3 separate regions of the Mus musculus genome follow, and all the other regions are linked to region 1. A link is a contact called in public promoter capture Hi-C data. All regions are on one chromosome and are shown on one strand. Each heading gives the region's core, a stretch centred on a gene start, on an enhancer-like site or on the middle of the called end of the contact. The rest is flanking DNA. Distances are from core to core; before and after follow the strand shown.

Region 1 (4,167 bases), core at 1,142-3,641:
GAATTAGAGCATGCCACTACATGACCACAGGGATAAGAAAACCACTACGACTCGGCTCTGATTAGAAATTCAACTTTTTAATTTCTCCTCACTCCTGAATGGGTGGATTAGGTATTATATTAACTGTGAAAATGTACACCCTGTCCGGGTGCCCAGGCTATCCCATACCAAGCGAGGAAAGGTCGTTTGTTAAGACATGAAACAGCTGAAGGTAAAACACCCTGCCTAGACGTCAAGAGAATTAACTTTAAAGTCAATTATTAGGATCAAAATAGGTGAATACCACCATTAGCTGTGTATTTACTTGAAATAATAATCATAATAATGTGCTTAAAGAGCTATCTAAAACAACACTGCACAAAACAAACAGATTTCGACGATAAGAATACTTTAAAACCTCCATTGTCACAAAAGCATTCCAAAAATTATGACCAAACCTAAGATTCTCTTGATATCGAGGATGTTATTGGAGTTGACCAGTTTCTCCAAAGTACGTCATTTTGGGGAGTTGGATCCACTTAAAGATATAAAATATGGCAACCATGAAGGTTTTAAAACAGTGAAGATCTGTACCCCTCCAAACTTAAAAGCTGTCATTTTAGAAACCCAGGCAACCTTATTAACTTGTTTTCCCCACCTCTGTGGATACCAACCTGCAGCGCAGTTCTCCCAAATCCATTTTGAGCGTTGACGTTTACATTATTTTGCAACAAACTAGTAAGTTGCTCTAGGTCCCCCCTGGCAGCTGCGGACGCCAACTCGTTCCCCCAAGGCTCGGCCATTCTTTAGGGTCCTGACGATCGGGAAAAGACGATTAGTTGCTTCTCTTTTTCCCCTTTCCTTTGCTCCTAATCAGGCTGCATGATGGCATCGGAGGCTGACAGAAGGACTGGGATGGTTAATCTGGAGTAGAGCTTGGTAGTAAATACTAGTAAGGTCGGCCTGCCAAAAGCCCGCCCCTCGATTCACACGTGATTATTCAGCAAAAGTGAGCCCATTGGAGAGGGGCTCCTTCTCTAGCTTTTTAGCTTAACCCCTAAGAAGGATTCTGGCGATTCAACAGAGATACATACACAGAAGCAGTTCTTGATTAATTACTATGGACGTGAGATGTAGGCAGAGCTGTCACGTACCTAAGCTTTACAGCTCTGTGAGGAAGATGTTGCGGAGACTTAAAGGACTAGGTCAGCTCAGACAACACCGCGAAAGAAAAAGTATTAGAGAGTAGAAAAGGTATTAACCCACCCTTGTTCACAGTGGTGATTTGAGGCAGAATTTCAGAGTCAGGTCCTTCGCAGAGCTCACTTTCCATCCGTCTAGCCGAAGGGGGTAGTCCAGAGTGCTGCTCGCTCGCTAGCAGAGCGCCGCGCTGGCTGGATGCTGACGTGCTCGGGAGGGTTAAAGACGATCGCTGAGGGCAGACCAGAGCAGCAGCTCTGAAGCCCTCAACTCTCAGGTCTCAACGACTCCCTAGCGGGCTCGGCGTCTTCAGAAGAGCCTCCGGAGCCCGCCCGCCGAGCTGCCGCAGCCCCGCCGAGCCTCAGAGGCCGTGGGAGCCGGGCAGGGCGCGGGTCTCCGGAGGCTGGTGGGTGTGCGGCAGACCCCCGCCAAGCCCGTCATGCCGGCCCCGCCGGGTCCCGGGACTCCCGGCAGCCTGAAGACGGTGCACGGCGAAGGGGGAAGCGTCTATGGGGCTCCAGCCGCTGGGGTAGCTCGCGGCAGCATCGCTCTTGCACCCGGCCAGCTCACCAGTAACTTCCCGCCTACGACCGAGCTAGCTCAGGCTCTTCACTGCAAGCGCTCGCTGAGGGGCGGCCGTCGCCTCTGCCGCTGTCGTTCCCTCCCTTTCAGATTTTCCCGGGGCGTCCGATGATGGGAAGGGTCTTTGGAAGTAGGAGCGGTCGCCACAGATCCCGGGCGCAGCCAGTCCCGCCAACTTCTTGGCGGCCGCCCAGCAGCTCGGGCGCTCGGTGCCACTTGGCCAGTTAGTTCTTGGCGGTCCTCCGGCCTGTGCCCCTATCAGTGCCGCGGACAGGACAGCGGCTGCCAGCCAGTTGGGTTCCGGAGCCGAGGCAGGCTGCGCCGGCCGGTCGCGAGCCGCAGCTGACAGTTTCTTTTGTAGTCCGACTCCCCCAAATCTCTGATCGCCGCTCCCTTCTCCGCTACAGACACTTGCGCGTCTTTCCTTTAGGATCTTTCCCTTCCCTCCCTCCTTTGCTTCTTTTTCCGCTGAAGCAACTGCTGCTACGGTTGCCTCTGAAGGTACTGTGCCGGTTTCTTATCCCTTTTTTCCGACCTCATCAGCTTTTTTTGAAAAGAAAAAAATTGAGCGCTTTTTGAGTTGAAAAACCCGCCCCCATTTTAACGGCAGAGTTTTAAGGAGGCTCCGCCGAGTTAGGGCGCCGCGGGAGCGGGAAGGCCGGGCCCCGCCCACGCCCCGCCCAACGCCCTGGCGGCGCAGTGGCCGGCAGCCCGCTCGCTCCGCCCTCGCGGCCCTGCGCCCTTCTCTGCCCGCGCTGGGCCTGGGTTCGCTGGCGCTCCCGCCTGCCCTCTCGCTTCGCTAGTCTCCCCTGCCGAAGCGGGGTGGGTTCGGCCCGGCCTGGCCTGCTGTTCTGGGGCTGGCTGGAGTGGGAGCCTCTACCGTGCGGGACCCCGGTGGTGGTAACTAAGGCCGCGGGTGCGGGCGGAGGCCCTTAGAGGCTCGGCGGCCCTGCAGCTGACGGGTAGGATCTCCTCTGCTGGAGCCGGGCAGCTCCACCCTCCTCGGCGCTCCCCGACCAGGCTCGCCGAGTTCGAGTGGCCTGGCCCGGGGCTGCTGGACTCCTTTGCTCTGCCACAGGCCTTGGCACCTGTCAGGTCATTGCCAGGGCTGCAGAGGCGACACAACTGACAGCACCACAGGGCAGAGAAGTCTTGTAGACCGAGTTTTATGAGAACTGAAAGCATATTACAAGAAATCCCGACGAACTTCAGGGTCTAGAAAATGTGAACTTCTAGTCTTGAGGGAAAAGGAGAAATGCAATTAACTTTAAACAAAGCTTACAGTGAGTTAGAAAGGTTTTCTAAAAAGGCTATGTCTTTATTGGGGGATTTCTTTCACTCACTACACCGAGGATTGGTTGTTTTTAGGTGGAGGTGAGGATGGTGGTCTAAGTGTAAAAGGACCAGTGCATCCATATATTTCATATTCATCAATTTTCTGTACTTTTCACGTCTTCTTGTAGGCATATGAGATTATTGCCTTCTATACTTTTATGCTTTTAAAAAAACACCAGCATGGTTGCATTCAGTGGTCAAAATGAAACCAAACCCCCCCTCCGCCTCCCCTCCCCCCCAAATATTGGTCTAATTAGAACCAGCCACTGCACATATATCCTCAAGTAACATCTGTAACCCAGTTCCTTGGAGTAAAGTGAAAGTATTCAAACAAGCCAGAGACATCTGGATAGTCATTTAGCAACAGGTTGGCTGTTAGGGAAAATTGGAACTACAAGAATTTGGCAGTGTTTCTTTAAGTTGTTAAGAAAAAGATTAGAGCTAATTTTTGAGGTATCGAAAGCTGAATATTGTGAATCAGGTAACAACAAAGGGGATGAACTTCTTTAAAAATCATTTTAACAGAATATTTAGGATTCCATGTATACTGTATTCCATGTATACATTCTGGGAACTCTGAGTTTTTAGTTATCTGGAAGCTATGATAGGAGATTGGCACTGTTAAAGTGATAACTAGCACTAATACAAATTTACAAACACTGCTTTCTGGAAATTAATGGTGTCTTGCTTGGAGAAAATATGGTAACGAGGAAGAATAAAATTGTGGGCATTCTGTATAAAAATGGATGTACATGTGTTATGACTTTCATCAAATAAAATATCTTTGCTGAATTACTGAGTAAAGAAAATGCAATGTTTAGGGTGCTGTTGCCCAGGCTAGCCTACTGCTCCTTATGTACCCCAGACTGGCTTAGTATTTGTAACCTTGTGTCACCCTGGTATGGCTGGATTACAAGTATTCCCCACTCTACCGTGTTGTATTAAGACCTTTGGGGAGAGGCTGGAGAGATGGCTCAGTTAAGAGTGCTGACTGCTCTTCCAGAGGTCCTGAGTTCAATTCTCAGCAACCTCATGGTGGCTCACAACCATCTGCAATGGGATCCGATGCCC
Region 2 (4,167 bases), core at 539-3,038, 2.5 Mb before region 1:
AATCGCTGTCAGCTTGATTTCTTAAAGGTCCAAGTACTTCTAGAACACAGCCACTCATTCTGATGTTTACCCTAGACAGAGTGAACAACAGCTATTTCATCCTAATGTTTTCCCTAGATCCAATGATTCTACTAGAATTCCTGCCACATACTGCTCTTGCAGAGGACTTTAGTTCAGTTTCCAGGACCTCAAATTTCTACTTTAGGTAGTGCACAATCACTATCACTACAGCTCCAAAGAGAGCCAAAGCCACTAGTGACCATATCCACACACAGACACAGACACACATAAGAATAAATCTTGGCCAGGAATAGTAGCACAAGCCTTTAATTCCAGCTCTTGAGAGGTTGAGGCAGGGGGATTTCTGAGTTCTAGGTCAGCTTGGTCTACAGGTGAGTTCCAGGACAGTCAGGGCTACACAGTGAAACCCTGTCTTGAAAACCAAAATAAATAAATAAAAATTCATCTTAAAAAGAAAAAACTTAACAAAGGGGGGTAGTGATCCTGTCAGCTAGCAACCATACCCTAAAGCCAGAATTGGATTAATTCAGGGTAGCAGAGGTACAGGAACTGATAAAAGTCTGTACAGGGTATGTAAGAAAGAAAAATGGTCCCTGAAGGGTGCTTAACAAAAAGTCATGATTCCCTACAATGGAACCTGTTGGCCCTATCTCTTTATGACAGTCCTGTGCACATTTTCTCTGACCCCACATTCCTTCTCACCTTCAACGACTCAATCGTGGCTTGCTTGTAAACCTTTTCTCCGAGTTTCTTCTTCGGGCTATTCTGGATCCTAGGCGTTCGAATGACGAATTTATCCATTGCTGGGGGCTCCGCCTACCTTCAGGTGCTTGAGGAGTATTCTATTCAAGAAACAGGGTGAAACTTTATTAAGGTTGAGATGTGTATTCCCAGAAGTGACACGACTGGATTTTCTAAACACGTCTGAATTATGAAGGCTTTTGGATGGTATTTACAGGAAATAAGACTTCTTCTCGAAAGAGGAAATCTCTTCTGAAACTATAATTAAGTTTACTTCCTGGGTTAAGTTCCTAAGATCCAGAGGGGCATGCTAGGGAGGGAGTTGGATTCCACTACCCGGGGTAATGGGGTGACTTCTGAAATCCTTTTCCAGTTCAGGTTGAGTTGTGATGAAGTTAGGGTTCCACTGGGCTCAGTGAACCCCTCTTTACACCCACTCCGCGGCAGCCCCAATCCTAAGAATTACTCTAAGGCCCACAACAACCATCTCCAGACCCCGGCGCAATACAGAAGCTGCTTCAGAAACCAGTGTTGTGTGTCAGAGAATCCCAACCCTTCCACGAGCAAGGCCTTGGCCCCAGCACTAGGAGGCCTGGAAAGGGCTTATCCAATCAGAGCTCGACGTGAGACCCACCGGGAAAATCAGCCTGCCTACGCTGTTTGGTCTCTTGACTCCTCGGGACCTCCACCCGGGCCGCGCGTTGTAACTATTTGTACACTTCTTCCGGGGCCCAGTTCCTCGCTGGTGACCCGCAGGAACTACACTTCCCAGAACGCACTGCGAGGCGTGCGGAAGCTGTGGTTGAGGGAAGCAACACCCCTCAGCTCGCTCCAAGCCGCCGAGAACTACTGGCCCCAGTCGGCCTGGCACGGAGAAAGGGGCAGGCGCGGCTCTGAGCCCAAGGCTGAGATGGTCGGCCGGGTCCCCAAGCCCGCCCACGAGAGGTTTTCCGTCCCAGAGACCGGCCAGGAGGCAGCCGATTGGGCGGACCGGGGCGGGGCCGAGGAGCTCTCGGAGGCGGAAGCGCGGGCCGGAGGGGCGGGGAAAGGGGCTGGCCCGGAAGAAGGAGAAAGCCTGAAAAGAAAACAGCAACAATTCGAGCTGCTGTGACAGAGGGGAACAAGATGGCGGCGCCAAAGGGGAAGCTTTGGGTCCAGGCCCAACTGGGGCTCCCGCCGCTGCTGCTGTTGACTATGGCGCTGGCCGGAGGCTCGGGGACTGCAGCGGCCGAAGCCTTTGACTCGGTCCTGGGAGACACAGCGTCCTGTCACCGGGCCTGTCAGCTGACCTACCCCTTGCACACCTACCCGAAGGTAGGCAGGGCCCATCCGTCCCGAGTTCCCCTCATCCCTCGGTGCCCCAGCTCGCGTCGTTCCACCTCGGGGTCAGCGCCGGGGCCCTAGTGGTGAAGCTGTGCTTCAGCCGCTGCCCACTCGGTGCAGCTGCAGTTTTCCTTGCTCCTGCGGAAATTGCCGGAAGTTTGTGCTGCAGGTCTCGGCGATAGGCTGGGGGTTGGGGGGGGGGACACAAATGTGCGGAATCGGCGAGCCCTTGGGAGCCCGCGGGACCGCCAGGGAGGCGATCGCTTGCTAGGGTAGATGGAGGATGAACGCGAGGTCCTGACCTAACTAGCAGCGCGGGGGTGGGGAGGATGGCGCGGACGCAGGCGTGCACAAAATAGTGCCTTCCAGTCTGGGTTGATGGCGCGCCTCTCTGGGACGAAGCGCGTTGTGTTCCCCGAGTCGGAGAAAGCTTGACAATTCCTTTGCGGTCTGAAGTGTGAAGTCAGCCTCAGTAGTTACCAGACACCGTGGAAGGGAGGACTTCCTGTCTGTGTTGAGTGTGTGTGAGACGCTGCCGCAAGGGACTGGATGCCTTTGTGAGGCGGCGGTTGGGGGGGGGGGGGTCTGTCTTCAAAAAACAATAAAGTAAAATAAACGTCACTCAGTGCAGAAGATAAGGAATCGTGGAGTGGATCAGGAAATTCTACTGTCCTACGGAAAACCTATACTGTGTAGCTAGAGGAGAGACCGATCCCTAACCCTGGTCCCTGCCCGCAGCCGCTGCCTAGCCTTTAATTCTGCCTTCTTAAGTTGTTTTCCAGTTTCTTATGAATTCTGTTTACTCAACATTCTAAATTGCTTGGTGGTTCTCCCCACTCATTTTCCATATATAATTAGGGTTTATGCCCCTCCCCACCTGGCTTTGTAAGGGCTTTCGCTGATGCGCGTGGTTTTTTTTTTTTTTTTTTTTGGCCTTGTCTTCTGTATGCTATTTGCTTAACCATTGTGGCTCTCCCTCTTTGCCTTCTAAAGGTACAAAGTGACTAGAATGGCAGTCCCAGTGACTTTAGAATGTTCCATATTGACAAGTGCTTTCCTGTCTTTGATATTAAAAAGTGTAAATTCTGTACCTTCAAGCATTTTGTCCCCCTTACCCATCTGAGGGTCATCAATTACAAGCAAAACATAAACGGCGCCACAAGATTGTACTGAGATTAGCCTTAAATTTTCTTTCTTTTGGTTTTTCGAGACAGGGTTTCTCTGTGTAGCCCTGGCTGTCCTGGAACTCACTCTGTAGACCAGGCTGGCCTCAAACTCAGAAATCCTCCTGCCTCTGCCTCCCAAGTGCAGGGATTAAAGGCTTGCAGCACCGGCTAGCCTTAAAATTTCTAAGTTAGAAATTAATAAATAGTTGGGAGAAATGAAGAGCTGGGATGGTCATGGACACCTGTAAATTACAGCCTGCTGGAGGCTGAGGTCAGGGGTCACGGGTGTAAGGCTTGCCTTGCTCACCTCAGGGAGTAAGAGGAATTCTTTAGATGTCAGTCAGTAAAGCTTGCATCATCAAAAGATTCTACCCGAACCAATTGGCCAAGAATTAGGCTGAGGTTTGCTTTATGTTATGTTAATGTTTGGTTCCCTCTTTTAAGGCTTTCCTAGGAAATTTGTAGAGTAAGACAGAATACTGGGGACATAAATAATTTGAAAGATACGGATACCAGGAATCTTTGGATATTTCTTGGATGTGTTTGTGTTTGAGACAGGATTTGCCTACAGTTCAGGTTGGTTGTTCAGTCTCAGCCTTCCTGCCTCAGGTTCCTCGGTGCTGCTGGGGCTATACACACGCACCATGCCAATCAGATGCCTTAGGCATTATAATATTCACTAGTTGCTAATAATTGATGTGATATTGATAAGTCATTTTCACTAATTTATTAATGCTGTTCTTAACCAGAACTCCAAATCATTGGCTCCCTGTCTGTCCTGGACTTAAATTTGTTTTGTTTCTGAGGTAGGATCTCTGGTAGGATCCTTGCCTCACCCTCTGAATTCTAGGAATACCTGCATATTTTAGACTGTTTGTTTGAGACACTGTCTTGACATACAGTCCAAGATGGCCTC
Region 3 (4,167 bases), core at 934-3,433, 2.0 Mb after region 1:
TGAACGATGATGCTCTCAATCTTCTGAAGGGTGCCAAGGATCTAGAATAGTGGGTTCTAGGTATGGTCTCCAGACCTGCAACATCGGCATCATCTGGCCACTTGACAGTAACTCAGAAGCTCAGGACTGATCCCCAAACTGGAAGCTCTGGAAGTGGGGCTCAGCCCTCTGTGTTCCGAGGACCCTTCTGTGTGATTCTGAAGTATATTCAAACTTGAGGATCTCTGTCGATGGAGTCTAGCAGGCTGAAGTAGCCAACTTTTGACAGTGTGAAGGAAGATCATTTACAGTGTGTTGAGTGGCATTCCCAGCTCTCCTGGGACGCATGTGGCCGATGGACCACACTTGGACACACCTGGGACAGTACCCAAGAAAGTTTCTCCCCACTTGTCACAATGAAATGGGATTTCCCCATCACAAGGATTGGTTTAGGAGTGACGCACTACAGGGTGGGTGTGTAAGGGCATTAGCTGGTCAGCATGGATACCAGCCTAGCATCCCGAAGGGGCCCTTCTCAGACTAAACATACATGCTTTCCATACTGAAGGCCCTGGGAAAAGATCCCAAGTGGGTAAGGCAAAGGAGAGACATCTATCTGAGACACAAATAGCCACGAGGTAGAGAAGTAGCTATTTGCCAACTGCGTGCTTCACTATTTGAACAACAGGCTCAGCTGTGCCAGTTCTTGCCAGCTGCAAGAATGCCCTAGTACAACTTCATTTAACTCTGCTCCCCTGTGAGGAAATGTGGAGGCCATAAGTCATCAGTGTAAGGGGAGGCAGCCCTGAGAGGGGCACACAGCTATGGGAATCAGAAAGCAGTGGTGATATTTTCTTGATACACCCTAATTCCAGGTAGACCATTATTCACATGTCCTGGTTTGAGTTGAACTTTTAGGTGTTCTCATGTGATACTCTGCATCCGAAGAAAAAGAAGCCCAGGTAGGTATCCTAAGACACATGTCTCCAAGAGCAATGACCAAATGTTCTCTTCTTCTGATGTTCTGAACAGCCCACCCCTTCATTCTTGCTGCCTGCCAGGTGCAGATCAACTAGGAACCCTTTGCCCCAGTTGTGTGTTGGGCAGGCTGCAAAGCTTGTTTATTAGTGAAATGCATCTGATCAGAGAGGCCTGCCTGACAAGTTCATTACATATCAATTTAATTAGCTGATTTACATTTAATTTACATTTCAATTAATGTCTTTAGCAACAAAATGCTGCCTTAATAGGGTAATTGCCTGTTAGGCAATATGTAAAAGAATAAATAGTCGCATTCTGAGGAAGAATTCCTATTTTCAATTTTTTATTACCATAAATAACTGAAATAATTATTGCTCTTAAGGGCCACGTCCTCTTTTCCTTCTGGGCCTAATTATAAAGACTTAGTACCTCATTAAGCAAAATGGTTTTGGAGTCACAGAAAAACATTACTCTGATCGTGACTCATTAGTTTCAACAAAAGAGGGGGAAACTGTGATGGTAGGCACATTTGGGGGGAGTGGGGCTCATGTCCTTCCTGAACCATCCCAAAGTGACTGCACAGGTGTGCTTGCACCTCCTGGGGTGTTGGTTGGAGGGCGATTCACAACAGTCTGCTCCAAGTATTTCTAAAGACAAGAGACTCAGGACCTCTTGAGGCAGATGGTACAAACTGCTAGGTTTTTGTTTTTTGTTTCTTCCTTGCATAACATAAACTCTGTCCCTCTCCTTAAGACAGTTGTGGCCAATTCCTACTAGAAAAGAAGTTTTCCAGAGGTATAATAATAGCATTGTCCTAAGAGAAGCCAGCTGGCAGCTATGCTTGAGTGTGACACAGGGCTAGAAGAGATCTGACACCTTCAGAAGGAAGGTCAAATTATCTAAAAGTGGGAAGATTGAAGCGGTCTTGGAAATTCAACAGGAAAGCTGGCAAACCCGGGGGATACACTAAGGGAAGTGCAGGGTAAATTTGGCTGTGTGGTCCAACAGGGTCAAAGGACAAATGAGGCTGGCCTTGAGAGTTCGCTCGGTGTCTTCCAGGAAGCTGAATTCCCGAACACATGTGAGAAAGTAAATACTGAAAATGTATGAGCCTTGGAGCGGGAGCTATTTAGGCTCCTGCTGTCCTCCCCAAGTCTCGGCAAATCTCACTAGTCTCTCCTCAGCACAGTTTCAAACCTCCCCTTTCTTTTGAGTTCTGCAGTGGTGCTGTCCACAGCTCAGCACAGTGCCACCGCGTGGAATCAAGATGCAACAGCAGGAGAGATACACCGATGTCCTTTTGGATTTCATTTAGTTAATCAAATCAATGTAATGCCGACTCAAAAAAGGGAAAAAGAAAAAGAAAAAGAAAAGAAAGAAGAAAAAGAAAAACAAAGAAAAAAGAAAGAAAGGAAGGAAGAAAAAGAAGAAAGAAGGAAGACAGTGGGCTGCCAGGAAGTTGCTGCAATGAGGAGTAAGAGAAAGATGACTTTGTTATTTAACTAAAAAACGGGAATATGTTTTTCCTGTAATATTTTGGCAGCATTCGCATCAATAAGCCTCAGCATCTAGCTCTCTTCCAGTTCAGAACCAGCTAGTCCATGGCAGCGCTTAGTAAAGAAAGGAACACGTAGTCCACATTCCTTCTTCCTAAATGTTATTTCTAAGATTCCTTTTCACATTTCCCCACCACCACCCTGAGGATGAGGTTTTCAGATCCACAAACACCTTTCCCATTGCCTCTGGAAGCTATCAGGCGCCACAATCTGAAAGAGGGAAAGCAGCAGGATGGCAGCAGTCTCTGTCCCCAGCAGGGGGCGCTCAAAACTTATGCTCTGGCTACCACGTTTCTCCTCTAAGCTCTGCCCTGGAAAAGCAGGAACTCAGCTCTCACAGACCCAACCTTTTTACTACGAAGGCATTTTGAACACTCTCTTCTACATGAAAGTCACATAAAATATATACATACTTGCATAATCAACTTTCAAAAACATATACAATATTCTAACACACTGGAGAAACAAACTAATTGTAACATGCAAGAGAATAACATGCATATCTGCATCTAAATCACATGATAGGATGGCATAAAAAGCCACAACGAAAAATCTGTAGTCTCAGCTGAGGCAGGAGGATCTCTTGAGGCAGTATTTCTTGTCCAGCCTATGCATCTATGCACACATGTAGGAACACACACAGACACAGTGGCAGAAGTTAAACAGACTTAATAAAGTAGCATAAACTTCGATCTCTTCCTCTGATTTTCAAATTGGGAGCTGCAGATGCTACTGACTCCACCAGAAATGTTGAGTGGGTGATTCACACGCGACCACAGCTGTCAGTGCTAAACTTTCTAAACTGCAGAGCAACTCTTGATAGAATTCTGAGCAAGACAATTTCTCAGTTTTGATATTGGGAAGACATCTTAAAACACGTCTTCTCTTGATTTAGAAGGAAGTAGTATTGCTGGAAAATGGTTTGATGCATCATGGAGAGAAGACTGTGGTGTGTGTGTGTGTGTGTGTGTGTGTGTGTGTGTGTGTATGTATGTATGTGTATGTGAGTGTGTGTGAGAGAGACAGATAGAGACAGACAGAGATACAGGGAGGAGAGAGGAGGAGAATGGAGAGAGAGAGAGAGAGAGAGAGAGAGAGAGAGAGAGAGAGAGAGAGAGAGAAGAGAGAAGAGAGAAGAGAGAAGAGAGAAAAGAGAAGAGAGAAGAGAGAGAGTGGAGACAGGGGACAGGGGAGGGGAAGGGGAAAGATGGAGAGCTATCCGAGCGTGTAGCCTAACTACATTACACATACTCAGATAGCTCATAAGCCAGTATTTCACCTAAGAGTGAAGAGGCAGGATTTAGGGGCACTGAATTATTCTTTACTGCATGGATTCATGGGATTACTTTGCTGAAAAAGAGATTTCAGAAGCATCATGTAATTTTATGGCCAGTATTTCCAAATGGCCCCCTCACTCCTGAAATGCCTCCAGGGTGAAATTTACTTCGTGGAATCACTTTCCTAGAACAATGTGATTTGTGTCTTTACTTTCCTCCCTTAGAGCCCCATTTCTAAGGACTTCTGTCCTGAACCTCAACTTCCTGCTTTACTCAGGCCCGTGTCCACACACTGGATGACAGGTCTTTCTGTACATTCCCAGAGGGTCCTGTCTGGACAGATTGTCTCGCTCTTTGGACCATCCAGGCTCCCT

The links. Promoter capture Hi-C pulls out the DNA fragments that hold promoters and counts their contacts.
Region 2: a contact with region 1 is called in a promoter capture Hi-C map of liver, with 3 times the contacts expected there. The contact joins the promoter of Tmem59 here to the promoter of Cdkn2c in region 1. A contact is called at or near these places in 2 of 39 promoter capture datasets (liver and pre-B cells).
Region 3: a promoter capture Hi-C map of second pharyngeal arch cranial neural crest shows a contact between it and region 1. The contact joins the enhancer-like site here to the promoter of Cdkn2c in region 1. A contact is called at or near these places in 5 of 39 promoter capture datasets (cranial neural crest, embryonic stem cells, frontonasal cranial neural crest and 2 more), 1 of 484 Hi-C or Micro-C datasets (B cells) and 4 of 115 datasets of contacts at active chromatin or transcription factors (astrocytes, embryonic forebrain, large pre-B cells and 1 more).

Annotation. Positions count from the first base shown.
Region 1 is chr4:109,664,365-109,668,531 of GRCm38.p6, forward strand. Cdkn2c (cyclin dependent kinase inhibitor 2C) reads right to left here and starts at 2,392. Exons shown (of 3, transcript NM_001301368.1): 1 at 1,246-2,392; 2 at 654-793. The coding sequence starts at 782.
Region 2 is chr4:107,176,842-107,181,008 of GRCm38.p6, forward strand. Tmem59 (transmembrane protein 59) reads left to right here and starts at 1,789. Exons shown (of 8, transcript NM_029565.3): 1 at 1,789-2,076. The coding sequence starts at 1,888. It overlaps Tceanc2 (transcription elongation factor A (SII) N-terminal and central domain containing 2), which reads right to left and starts at 1,525. Exons shown (of 5, transcript NM_025617.2): 1 at 1,397-1,525; 2 at 724-863. The coding sequence starts at 822.
Region 3 is chr4:111,685,063-111,689,229 of GRCm38.p6, forward strand. No RefSeq gene overlaps it. Among named protein-coding and RNA genes, the nearest start is that of Spata6, 33 kb to the right of the region's middle. Within about 2 kb of position 2,184, at least 67 of the 459 cell types and tissues checked have an H3K27ac peak or open chromatin away from gene starts, as enhancers often do. A contact at or near this core is called in B cells, where this site is marked.